3 separate regions of the Anser cygnoides genome follow, and regions 1 and 3 are each linked to region 2. Evidence: chromatin contacts called from public Hi-C data. All regions are on one chromosome and are shown on one strand. The core of a region is the stretch at or near the end of the contact, and the rest is flanking DNA. Distances in the headings are between cores, read along the strand shown. Region 1 holds the start of BFAR (bifunctional apoptosis regulator). Region 2 holds the start of LITAF (lipopolysaccharide induced TNF factor). Region 3 holds the start of ZC3H7A (zinc finger CCCH-type containing 7A).

Evidence for each region. Hi-C and Micro-C count contacts between places; a contact is called where the count stands out from the background.
Region 1: a contact with region 2 is called in a Hi-C map of liver, with 2.6 times the contacts expected there. The contact joins the promoter of BFAR here to the promoter of LITAF in region 2. A contact is called at or near these places in 2 of 7 Hi-C or Micro-C datasets (both in liver).
Region 3: a contact with region 2 is called in a Hi-C map of liver, with 5 times the contacts expected there. The contact joins the promoter of ZC3H7A here to the promoter of LITAF in region 2. A contact is called at or near these places in 2 of 7 Hi-C or Micro-C datasets (both in liver).

What each region holds. Positions count from the first base shown.
Region 1 is chr15:18,046,601-18,049,957 of Taihu_goose_T2T_genome, reverse strand. It overlaps BFAR (bifunctional apoptosis regulator), which reads left to right and starts at 1,543. Exons shown (of 8, transcript XM_013189502.3): 1 at 1,543-1,766; 2 at 3,023-3,353. The coding sequence starts at 3,088.
Region 2 is chr15:17,863,738-17,867,164 of Taihu_goose_T2T_genome, reverse strand. LITAF (lipopolysaccharide induced TNF factor) reads left to right here and starts at 1,555. Exons shown (of 5, transcript XM_048053758.2): 1 at 1,555-1,691.
Region 3 is chr15:18,005,825-18,009,309 of Taihu_goose_T2T_genome, reverse strand. ZC3H7A (zinc finger CCCH-type containing 7A) reads left to right here and starts at 1,334. Exons shown (of 23, transcript XM_048052257.2): 1 at 1,334-1,464. It overlaps PLA2G10 (phospholipase A2 group X), which reads right to left and starts at 2,705. Exons shown (of 8, transcript XM_066977981.1): 1 at 2,165-2,705; 2 at 120-313.

The DNA of each region.
Region 1 (3,357 bases), core at 294-2,793, 180 kb before region 2:
GTTGACAGCCTAGGCTGCTTGTTCTTTGATCCACTTTTGGAACATTCTCCTCTTAACTGTTTTCCTATACAAAGTTTATTGCAATAAAAAGGAAATGCTATTAGGTGTTAAAAAGAATTTATAATTCTTATGATATTTATTCAAGTTTTAATATCAATTATTGTGTAATTGTCCTTAATGTTTCAGAGGCATACATCTTCACTTCTGTTTAGTTTCAGAAGATAACATATTTACAAAATGAAATAAGTACCTACCTGATTTTTTTTCCATGTATACATTAAAGCAACTGCACTTATGAAAATATAGCTTGTAATCTTAGTTCCTCAAAGCTCCCATTTTTTAATGACATAGGAAAAGATTGGCTGCTTTCCAAATGACTGAGTAATCTTGAGAGAGAGCAGGGCAAACAGCTAATTACAAGGTTACATTGCTTTTTTTTGCTATGAAGCATTGGAAGTTAGCTGGTACAGACTTACCATTTACTCTGTGCTGATAGTGGAATTCTTCATTTTTATTTGACTAAAGCTGAAATCTGCTTTGGAGTCCAAAATCATTCCTATGATCCCTGAACCATTGTAACTAAAATTGTGTTTAAAAAATCTAGCAATGGTGTGTATGCTTGAACATATATGCCTACTTATTCCATGTCAATGGAAATTTGTTTAGTACCTTTAATATATCACTTTAAAGAAGGTCAGAATTGGATGCTCCTTTTTTAATCAGAAACAGATCCAAGCAATAATAGCTGCAATATTGCTAATGGAACTCCACTTGCATGTGAAGAAGCAATAACTGGTAAGTAAACCAAATAAATATGCAAGTGTGGTATACAAGTATTGGATTGTTGCTCAAAGAGTTATGAACTTCTCATCTGTGTGTTTTTCTGTCCCGGAAGAAATCAGATTAGAATAGTTCTAGAGCAAACAAAAATAGGACTGTGCATGTGTCAGCACAGGAACAATTGGCCTCTGGAGACACCTGGATAATACGGGAGAGGAAGCAATGAGAGACTATTACTTTCATTATTGAAATAGGCTGAACTAGTGGTAATGTTCGATATCTGGTTTGGGTACCTCAGATGTCATTTGAACTGGATTTGTAGGTTGTGCCAAGCTGAACATGAACAAAATCTTTATGAAAATGTTACTTCATATCACACAGTGAAAAATACATTTCAACCCTACTTAAAAAATCAATTTGTTTTGGACTCTAGTCAAAACGAAATACAGTAAGGGAACAGAGACTGATATAAATATTTGTGAACGTGTGTTATATAGAGAAATACTCTCAAATGTAGTAAAAATAGCCCGTGTGAGCCAACTCACTGCAGTATGCATTAGCGCTGCTGTTGAACAAGCCTCTAGAAGCCTAATTGACCTCTGCAATTAGCCCTCTAGATCTCAACTTGTAAAATAAACCTCGGACCACGTTTCCGTGAAGGAAGATGAGCGTGCAAACGTGCGTTCAGCAAACGCAGCCCGACTCACGAGTGTAGGAGCGCGTTAAGACCGCGTAGCGGTGCCCTAGCATGGCGCAGCGCGGGGCTTAAAACGACACGAGTCGGGCCGGGCCTGGGCCTGACGAGGAGCGCTGGGTAGCGGAGCCGGCCGCGCCCTGAGGGTGCTGCGAGCTCTGAGGGGGCCGGGGTTAGCGGCGCGGCTCGTACCCGGTGAAGGGAAGGCGGGCTTGAGGCGTGTCCGCCCCGCCTGGCGCCGCTCCGGGGCGGGAGGAACAGAAGGTCGACCTGGGCCCGGGCCTCGGCTGAGGTGGCAGCGCCGAGGCGGTAGGGAGTGGGCGGGTAGCGGGGAAGACGCCGGGGAAGCTCTGGGGCTCCTGCCGGGTGCTGAGGTGAGGTGGGTCTGCGGAGAACCCCGCTGCCTCTCCCTTTTAGAAAAGGAGGAGGAGGACGTTTTCAGACGCAAAAGCTTGGTTTGGTTTCTTCCTCTTGGAAGTGATGTGTCGCTTGCTTTACGTAGCAAGCCGACAGCTTGTGCTTGGCTGGGAAGAGAAGTGGTGGTGAGCGCTCTCGGGAGCCTGGCTGCGCTATCGGTATGTAGCGCTGTACTGCTTGTCGGGCTTCATTATTCTTTTTTCTTACAAACTTGCATGCTTACTTCTTGTGTTGGGTCTAGTCTGGATGGAAAGATGGTAACCCGGTAGTGAGCAGCAGTCAGATGGGGGAGAGCATAAGCGTATATAAGTTTGTTAATGCCTGAGGGGAAAATCCTTCAGCCCTTGGTCCTTTCTAACATGTAATGATAAGTCATCTGGATCAATGTGTGTCCTAAGAAACTAGATACGACCAGTTGACAGAGTGTAGTAGGAACATAAATAGGATGATATTTTTGGCAAGCTGGGGGGGAAACTTACACTGGAAAAAATGTGGAAATCTTACACTTTTCTCAGCTCTGCATTTTCAGAAATACCAGCAATGGGTAATTACTAGTAAAGAAGTTAATACAGAGCTCAGTCCTTCACTGAGATGGCAAACAGAACAATCCCTTATAATTTTGAGGCTTGTGACTTCATGAACTGGGGGTTTTTACATTGCCTAGCATTGGTCTTTGTTAAATTTTATTCCATATACTTGTAAAGAATAGTGCCAGAGTAAATTAGATCAAAATGTTGCATGTATTCTGGTGTTGGTTTTATTTTTTTATTCTCTCCTGGTATTTTCTAATGATGTTTCTTTTGATTGATTGGCCAAAATAAGATGGGCGTCTGAATCGGAGAATTGGTGAGGTTTTTGGTTTCACTTTCATGTGCTACCTAACACTGGAAAAAAACATACAGGGAGACTGAGCTCAACACTTTACATCTAGAGTCTGATTTTGATTGTAGTTTGCAATAAATACATATTTTTTGAAAAAGTAGATCATGTGTCATTTTGGGAAGAGTTAAGTTAGTTAAAAAGTTTAAAACCATCAGAGTGACAGATGTTACGATGATAAAATAAACTTGCAATTCTAAACATATTTAGTAACTTTCTTTTCTTATTGAGACTTGTCTTGTTGCTTTGCAGAAGTAATGCTGTACCAGATTTGAAGATCTGAGAGAGCTTTTGGTTTGCATAAGGTATAAAAGAAAATGGAAGAAGATGAGACTTCACAAGGTGAACCTGAGAGGGCAGAAGTTAAAGCACATGCTACCCCTGAAATCAGTCGGCGAATATCAGTTAGTGAGTTCCATTGCCATTGCTGTTATGACATTCTGGTTTATCCCACCACCCTGAACTGTGGACACAGTTTCTGTAGACACTGCCTAGCGTTGTGGTGGGTATCCTCCAAGAAGAATGAATGTCCAGAATGCAGAGAAAAATGGGAAGGATTCCCCAAAGTCAACATTCTTCTCAGGTAA
Region 2 (3,427 bases), core at 306-2,805:
TCATGCTGCGTGTCCCCACCCAACCACTTGGTCTACTGTGGCTGACCCCAGGAAGAGTGGGTCAAGCTGTCCCTAGCTTCACTCTGCATCGCCGGAAAAGGACTGGAAAGGGAGGAACTGGTAAATGGTGAGATAGGTGGGCAGGAGGAGGGGTAATGAGAGGAAATACACTTGTGCACTGCTAAACTGATGCTGTTAGTGGCCTAACCACCAAGCTGTATATGGACATTTGGTAAGAAGAGTGGTAGGGCAAAACGGCACAATGTTATTGGGGTCTGCAGAGAGGGGTAAAAGCTGTAGCATGAGGCAGCCTGTGATGAGATGTAAGCAAAAAATATAGCACTGGCAGTAAGAAGGCTTTCAGATGAGGCTCATGCCTTATTGCACCCCAGGAGATGCGTTTAGTCCTGGCTTCTCTCTGCTGTGGCTTCTAAGCTGCTCACATCCACCTGGCAAAGGAAATTCAGTTACAAAGAGCACAATTACTCCAGTTTTAACAAAGCCAGGGCACCAAGGCAGAAATTACACATATCCTGCTTCTGAGATAAATATCATGACCTATAATGTGATTTCTTGACAATGATGAAAAGTTACTCACATCTAAGTCGTGTTCTATCCTCGGGGTCAAACGCTAACAAGCAGGAAGGACTGACTGCTGCCGAATCAAAACAAAAGCAAAACCCACCACTTTTTTTTTTTTTTAACAGAATCAGGGGTGAGGAGTATTCATGCTAGCAGAGCCCTTGTACTTCACTATCTGATCAAAACCCTGCATACACATACCTGTAGGCAATACGGTAGATCCCTCTGACCGCAGAGTTGACTCTTGGGCTTCTCGTCACTTGGAGCGAGTGCACCTTTTGTCCTATGAAACCTGAATCCTGGCCCTGGGATGGACTTGAATTGAATATACGTGTTACTTAGGGCAAGGGCCAAGAAAGGTTTTAAGCACAAAACTAAGACTTTAACAGATTTTAGATACTTTCAGCCAAAAGGCCTACCATAGAGTCCCTGCTGAGCCCTGGGGGGTTGGTGACTCCTTCCAGTCCAAAGCAGATTGAAGCACTTAAATAACAAATCTTGCCAACTGGCTCATTTAAACTGCAGTGGTGAAGCAGAAGCAGCCCTTGGTGAATCCCTTTCAGCGATCTGGCCAGTAATGGTTTCTGTCTTACCTTGGCACATATTTTTGAACTGTTGGGTTGGATGGATGAAGGAACAACAACCTCTGTAGCTTCCAAAGGCTGAATCCAATTAATTGGTTCTAAGAGCCCCAGTTAACGACACTGGATCTGTTGGGAGGTTTCTTTAATAATTTTCTTTCAGTTTTGTCACATGCAGCACTGGCTGAAAGAGATGATCCTGGTAACACAGGCATATCAAGGAATTAGAGGAAGGATTTATTTTTTCCTCCTGTGCTAGGAAACAGGCAGTCTGGCAATGCTGATTACTGGGAAGCTGAGGATCCCTGTGAATCTGGGAACCTGCGCGTAGCCCCTGGGCAAGACCTTCCAGCGGGACGTTTCTCTGAGGAGGCAGCCTCCACTCCCGGCGTCGTGCGTCGAACTTTTCGTGTTTCCTGAGGCTTTTTTTTTTGCATTTCGTTTTCCTTCTCCTCTCGCCCCGCTGCCAGGTGCCGGAGAGGCGGAGCGGGGGCGGCCGGTCCCGGGGCCGGGGGTGTCCGGGGCAAGGTGCGTGATTCGTGCAGCCTCGGGGAAGGGGAGGAGAAAGAGACGGGACGGGACGGGACGGCGGCTCCAGCCGGGCGGCGGGGAGGGCAGGCGGCGACAGCTGCGGAGCGGTAAGGGACGGGCCGGGGGGATCCGGGGCTGCGCGGGCGCCTCTGGAGCCGGGACGGGCGGGAAAGCGCCGGGCCCCTCGGAGGAAGCCGTCGGTGGTCACCGAAGCTGTGGGCAGGGAGAGGAAGAGAAGAAGGGAAAGGAAGAAGGGAAGGGAAAGAAAGGGAAGAAGGGACGGCACCGGGCGTCTCTCTGTCAGGGCCGCTCCCCTGAGGGCGCGGCGCAGCTCAGCTCAGCTCAGCTCCCTGTGGCGCTGGCGCTGCCCCCGCCGCCTCGCCGGGTGCGTGGCCGTGTTTACTTTCTGCCTTACCAAACCTGAAGTGTGTAGCCTCCTCTTCTCAGGACCACGGGATGCCTAATGCGATTTCTGGTCTCTTAGTGTTTTATTTGCTAGTGTTTTGTTGGTAAATCCAGTGTGACTCCAATGGCACTGGTTGTCTTACTGAAACAATAATGTATTGAACTTTTTGTTTGTTTGTTTTTTCCCCTTAAAGTATAACAGAGTTTTATTCTTTCACAAACATCTAAGAAATCTGCGTGACTTTAACGCGCTGTTTCTCAGCAGGTTGGTGAGTTAGGAAGCTGTTGTCTGGAGTTCAGGTAACCAAGATGGTGGCCCCAGCAAGTGCTGTGCTACAGCTTGCTGCTGCGTGCTGCAAAAATCCCGAGTGCTCCCATAAACCTGTATATCCTGCCTGATTGTTTAAAAAAAAGATTAGCTGTCAATCTGCCTTTTGTTCCGGGTGCTGTTGATCAGCAGCTGTCTTCAGCGCCGCTGTGACAGAGCCCCTGTAATTAGTCATGGTGTTGGAGAGCAGCCTGGGGTTTCTAGCAATGGGAACTGAGGAGGAATAGTGCAAACAGATTAATCCTGCCAAATCTTAGCTAAAGAATAAGGGAAGGATAACAGTGTATTTACTTGGCCAGGCTGGGTTAGGAAATCTGTTTTCATAAGCCTTTATTTTCGGTGTCTTTACGCTAAGTAGAGAGGTGGGTTATTACCTTCTCTTTCTCTTGTCCCCAGGCTAATCTTCAAGCTGGATTGCAAGACACATGTTTGCGCTGGGCGTATGAAGTAATAGTTCAAATATTTCTTTAGGGTTGACGTTTAGAGCAAGAGGGACATCAGCAAAATTCTGTTGACAAGCTGAAGTTGTGGTTGCATCCACAGTGATTAATCTTTTGATGAGATTGTCTTTTAGTCCTGATGTCATCTTGTTCTTTTTTAAAGAATTTCCATTAGAAATAGAAATTCTATTCTAATTTCCATTAGAAATTAGATAGATGTATTAATGGGACTGATACTTGGTTTTATTTTTACACTGTTTGTTTTAGTACTTGATAGTTATCTGTGCCTCAGAATTGAAATGTCCTCCTTAGTTAATTAAAAAAAAAGGGGGGGGGGGAGAAGAAGAAAAGGAAGGCATAGGAGACGTCATTGTTCCAGGGATGCTGCTGTTAAGACCTGGAACCTGTTTGCTTCTGTCTTGTAGGGTGGAGGGAAGCAAAAAAGGATAGATATCATTTTTAAATAGAACCACCTGCCCCAAATTAGTCAGTGGTAAGAACTGAAAAATGCAACGTCATTTGAAAATAAGTATTGACCATAAGTACTGAGACTTAGAAGA
Region 3 (3,485 bases), core at 85-2,584, 140 kb before region 2:
AGGCATCTTTTAGTGGTGAGTGGTGTGTACATCATGATTTATGCAATACCCATACATTGAAAGGATTAACGGCTAGGACCAATATTTTTAACGTGCTTCTATCAGCTGAAAGATTTTACCTGAGCTTTGGTTTGTTGTTCTGGATGAGAGCGATTGTATTGCTTGAAGCTGCTCAGTGTTCACACAGTTATAACGTGGGATTGTCTAAGCCGTCTTACCATCTTCATGGTCCAGCTCGTAGTTTATGATCCGTGAGTACAACAACTGTTGTCCTGGGCATGCTTTTTTCCCGCCTCTCACCATCCTTTAGCTTCTGCAGTGAACAACAACCCGATTTTGTGTTCAGTTTTAGAGGGCTTTTAAATTTCATCTTATATACTTAACTCTTTCATGGCTAACTGCTGCAATTAAATTCTCATGCTTAGTTTCAGGAATCGCAACCTTGCATCAGGTTAACCTTGAATCACAAGCTCACATCAGCCAGGTTATCCGGAGGCGATTCAGCTACCGCGGCTTAGAAAGGCCTCAAAGCAACGCTCAGCAATTTATGCTCAGCCTCCCGGCAGTAATTAGAGCAGAGCTGATTGACGCTGCCGAGCCGAGGGCATCTGCCAGGGGCCTGACTGCGCCTGAGGCACCACCGCCCCGTGCACTAGGGGAAGGCCCGGGACGTTTTGCTCTGCAGGGCTCTACCGCACGGATACCTGCCGGCACCGGTGCGCCCTTCGGCACCCGGCGTCAGCGGGGACGCCCCGGCGAGGGGCCCCACAGCCTCCCGGTACTGGGACACGCACGCGGAGCCCCGGCCCCCCGTCAGGTCCCAAGGTGGAAGCGGTGAGCACTCGCGAGGAACGACAACGCAACGGCTCGGTTCACTCGGATTTTATTATTCGGCAAAAAAGAAATAAAAAAAGTTTCCATAAACACGGGCCGCTCCCTCAGGCCGCCGTCCCCTCAAGGATCCCCCAGAGCTCAGCTCCCTCAGGCGCCCCCACCCGAGCATGCGCAGAGGAAGCGCCCAGCGCCCCCCGGGCCGCAGCGGGGGGGTGACGTCGCCGTCGGCCAGCACTCCCGTGAGGCACCGCCGGTAGGCTGCTACGTCACGCTGTACGTCACGCTACTTCCGCGATAGCCGACCGAAGGCCTTAAAGGCACCGCCCCCCCCCGGCAGGCCCTGGCGGCAGCGCGGCGGGGCGAGCTGCGCGCGGCGGAAAAAAAGAGGCGGGGCTTCCCAGCACCCAGCCAATCAGCGCCAAAGCCCCCCCCCCGCGCCGCCACCAATCAGGAGGGTGGGTTTCCCAAACAAGGGCGGCGAGCCAATGGGGGAGCGGGCGGCGCTGGGCGCTGCGGCCAATCGGCGGCCTCCGGGCGGCAGGGGGCGCTTGCGCGGGCGGCGGGGCCGGGCCGGGCCGGGGGAGGTGGAGCCACCGTTGTCGCCGCCGTGGGGGCCGCGGGCAGCCACAGGTAGGGTAGGGTGGGGGGGGGGGGGACGGCACGGGCTGGGCCCGGCTGCGCGGCTCCTTGTCCGCGGGTAACAAAGGCGGCGGGGGGACGCTCGGGCTGGTGCGCCCGTGTGGGGAGCGGGGGGCGCTAGGCCCGCGGGGGTAGCGGGGCGCGGGCAGGCGGCGGGGGGGGGGTAGGGGTAGGGGTAGGGGTAGGGGTAGGGGTAGGGGCAGGGGCAGGGGCAGGGGCAGGGGCAGCCCCGTGGGGCTCGGCCGCTCGGTGGGGCTGGGCCCGGTGCCCGCGCGTCCCGGCCTGTGGAGGGGCTGCGGCTGCCCCGGTCCCGGGCTGGGTCCGGTGCTCGGCGCGATTCGTGCGCGGAGCGTAACGCGCGGCCCCGGCCCGCTGTCCGGCCGCCGGGGGAGTGAGGCGGCGTTACGCCGCTCCTTTGTTCGCCCGCGGGGCTCCGGCGGCTCGGGAAGGCGCGGCGGGCACGGCGGGCGGGCGGTGCCGCGGGGGTACCGGGTGTGGGGCTGCGGGGAGGTACCCGCGGGAGTAACGTGGGGCGAGCCCGGGGGCAGCCTGCGGCGCGCTCCGCTCCGTTCGCGTTACGGGGGCGGTGCCGTGGGGCTGGGGCTGCTCCTGCGGGAAGAAAGCGAGCCCGAGGCTGAGCCGCGTGTCAGGGGTGCCTCCACCGGGGGAGCTGGCCGCGTGGCGCTGGTACCTGCGGAGCGGGGGCCCAGAAGTAACAAAAGCTGCCTGTTCTGCGCTGCTCCCCCTCCTTCCTCTGCCCGTTACCCTGAGCTGCCCGGGGCAGCGCCCGGCGGTGCGTGGCCGAGGCGCCGAGCTCTTCTGTGCCTGCGCTGCCCCAGGAAGATCCTTCTGAAAGCGCTTTGTGTCAAGCTCGCGGCTTCCCCTTCCTCACCGGGGTGCCAACCCGAGCGCGCTGAGCGGTTCAGGCTCTCGGGAAGGGGCTGCGCTTTGTGGTGATCTGCAGTGAGCCGGTTAAACAGCCGGGCGGCGGGATGAGCGACGGGGTGGCTTCGAGCAGCCTGTGTTGGGCCGGGTTCATCCCCCTGGGGCAGGTGCCCGATGTCCAGCCTGGCCCCTGCCGAGGTGGTTTTGCCTCTGTCTCGCTGGGAAGCAGGTAGGGTACGGTATGTGCCCCCGGCTGTGGAGTTGTGCATTTGCAGCTCTGTTTGGATCCCAGCACCCAAACACGCTGTGCTCATTGCCCTGCTCAGAGGTGCCAGGGGTTGTGGCAGAAACAGGCTTCAACTCCTCATGGGAGGAAGGGATCTGTACTGGCTGCCTTTCAGTCAATTACTTGCACGCCCTTTTCTGCTTCAGTCTTCCCTGTCCCCTTTGCAGGATTCCTTTTACCCTTGGGCCCAGAATACAACTTTGTTCTTTAGGAGTACGGTTTTCCTATATGCGAACAGTGGTGAGCTGTTCACGTTTTAGTTTTACAACCAGACTTGTGGCTTGACAACTTCTGATTGCTGAATAAAGCTTTAACATATGAAGGTGTAGATGATGGATTCATTTTTGGCCGAGTTAATTTTTCGAGTCTGTTGCCTTTTTAAACTTCTCTCCTGCCTGTGACATATAAAGGGAGAGAAAGTGGATGCTATAATACAAAAGGGGGCCTCGGCTCAGTGTGATTTTCATTAGACCTGCACCCTGTCAAGGTTTATAATTCAGCTGAACTGCTGAGTCCAGTACAGATAGATCAGCAGCAATCACGATTAAATTTTCAGTGTGCTTTGTACTGTGGAAACATCTAATTTAAGATTCTTGTAACCCAGTAATTGCATTAATAGTGAACTCAGTCATGCATGGCAAGAGGATATGCTTCCATTATCTTAAAAAACAAAACAAAACGAAAAACCCCACATCTATTAAAAAAAACAACACCAACATACGTGCACATGTAGGAACTGTAACAATCATTTGGTCAGCTGAAGGCCACTGACACCCTGCGTAGTAGTTCTGGTCCCCAAATAATCTTGGGCATTAGGAACAGAGGGAAAGCTCTGTTCCCT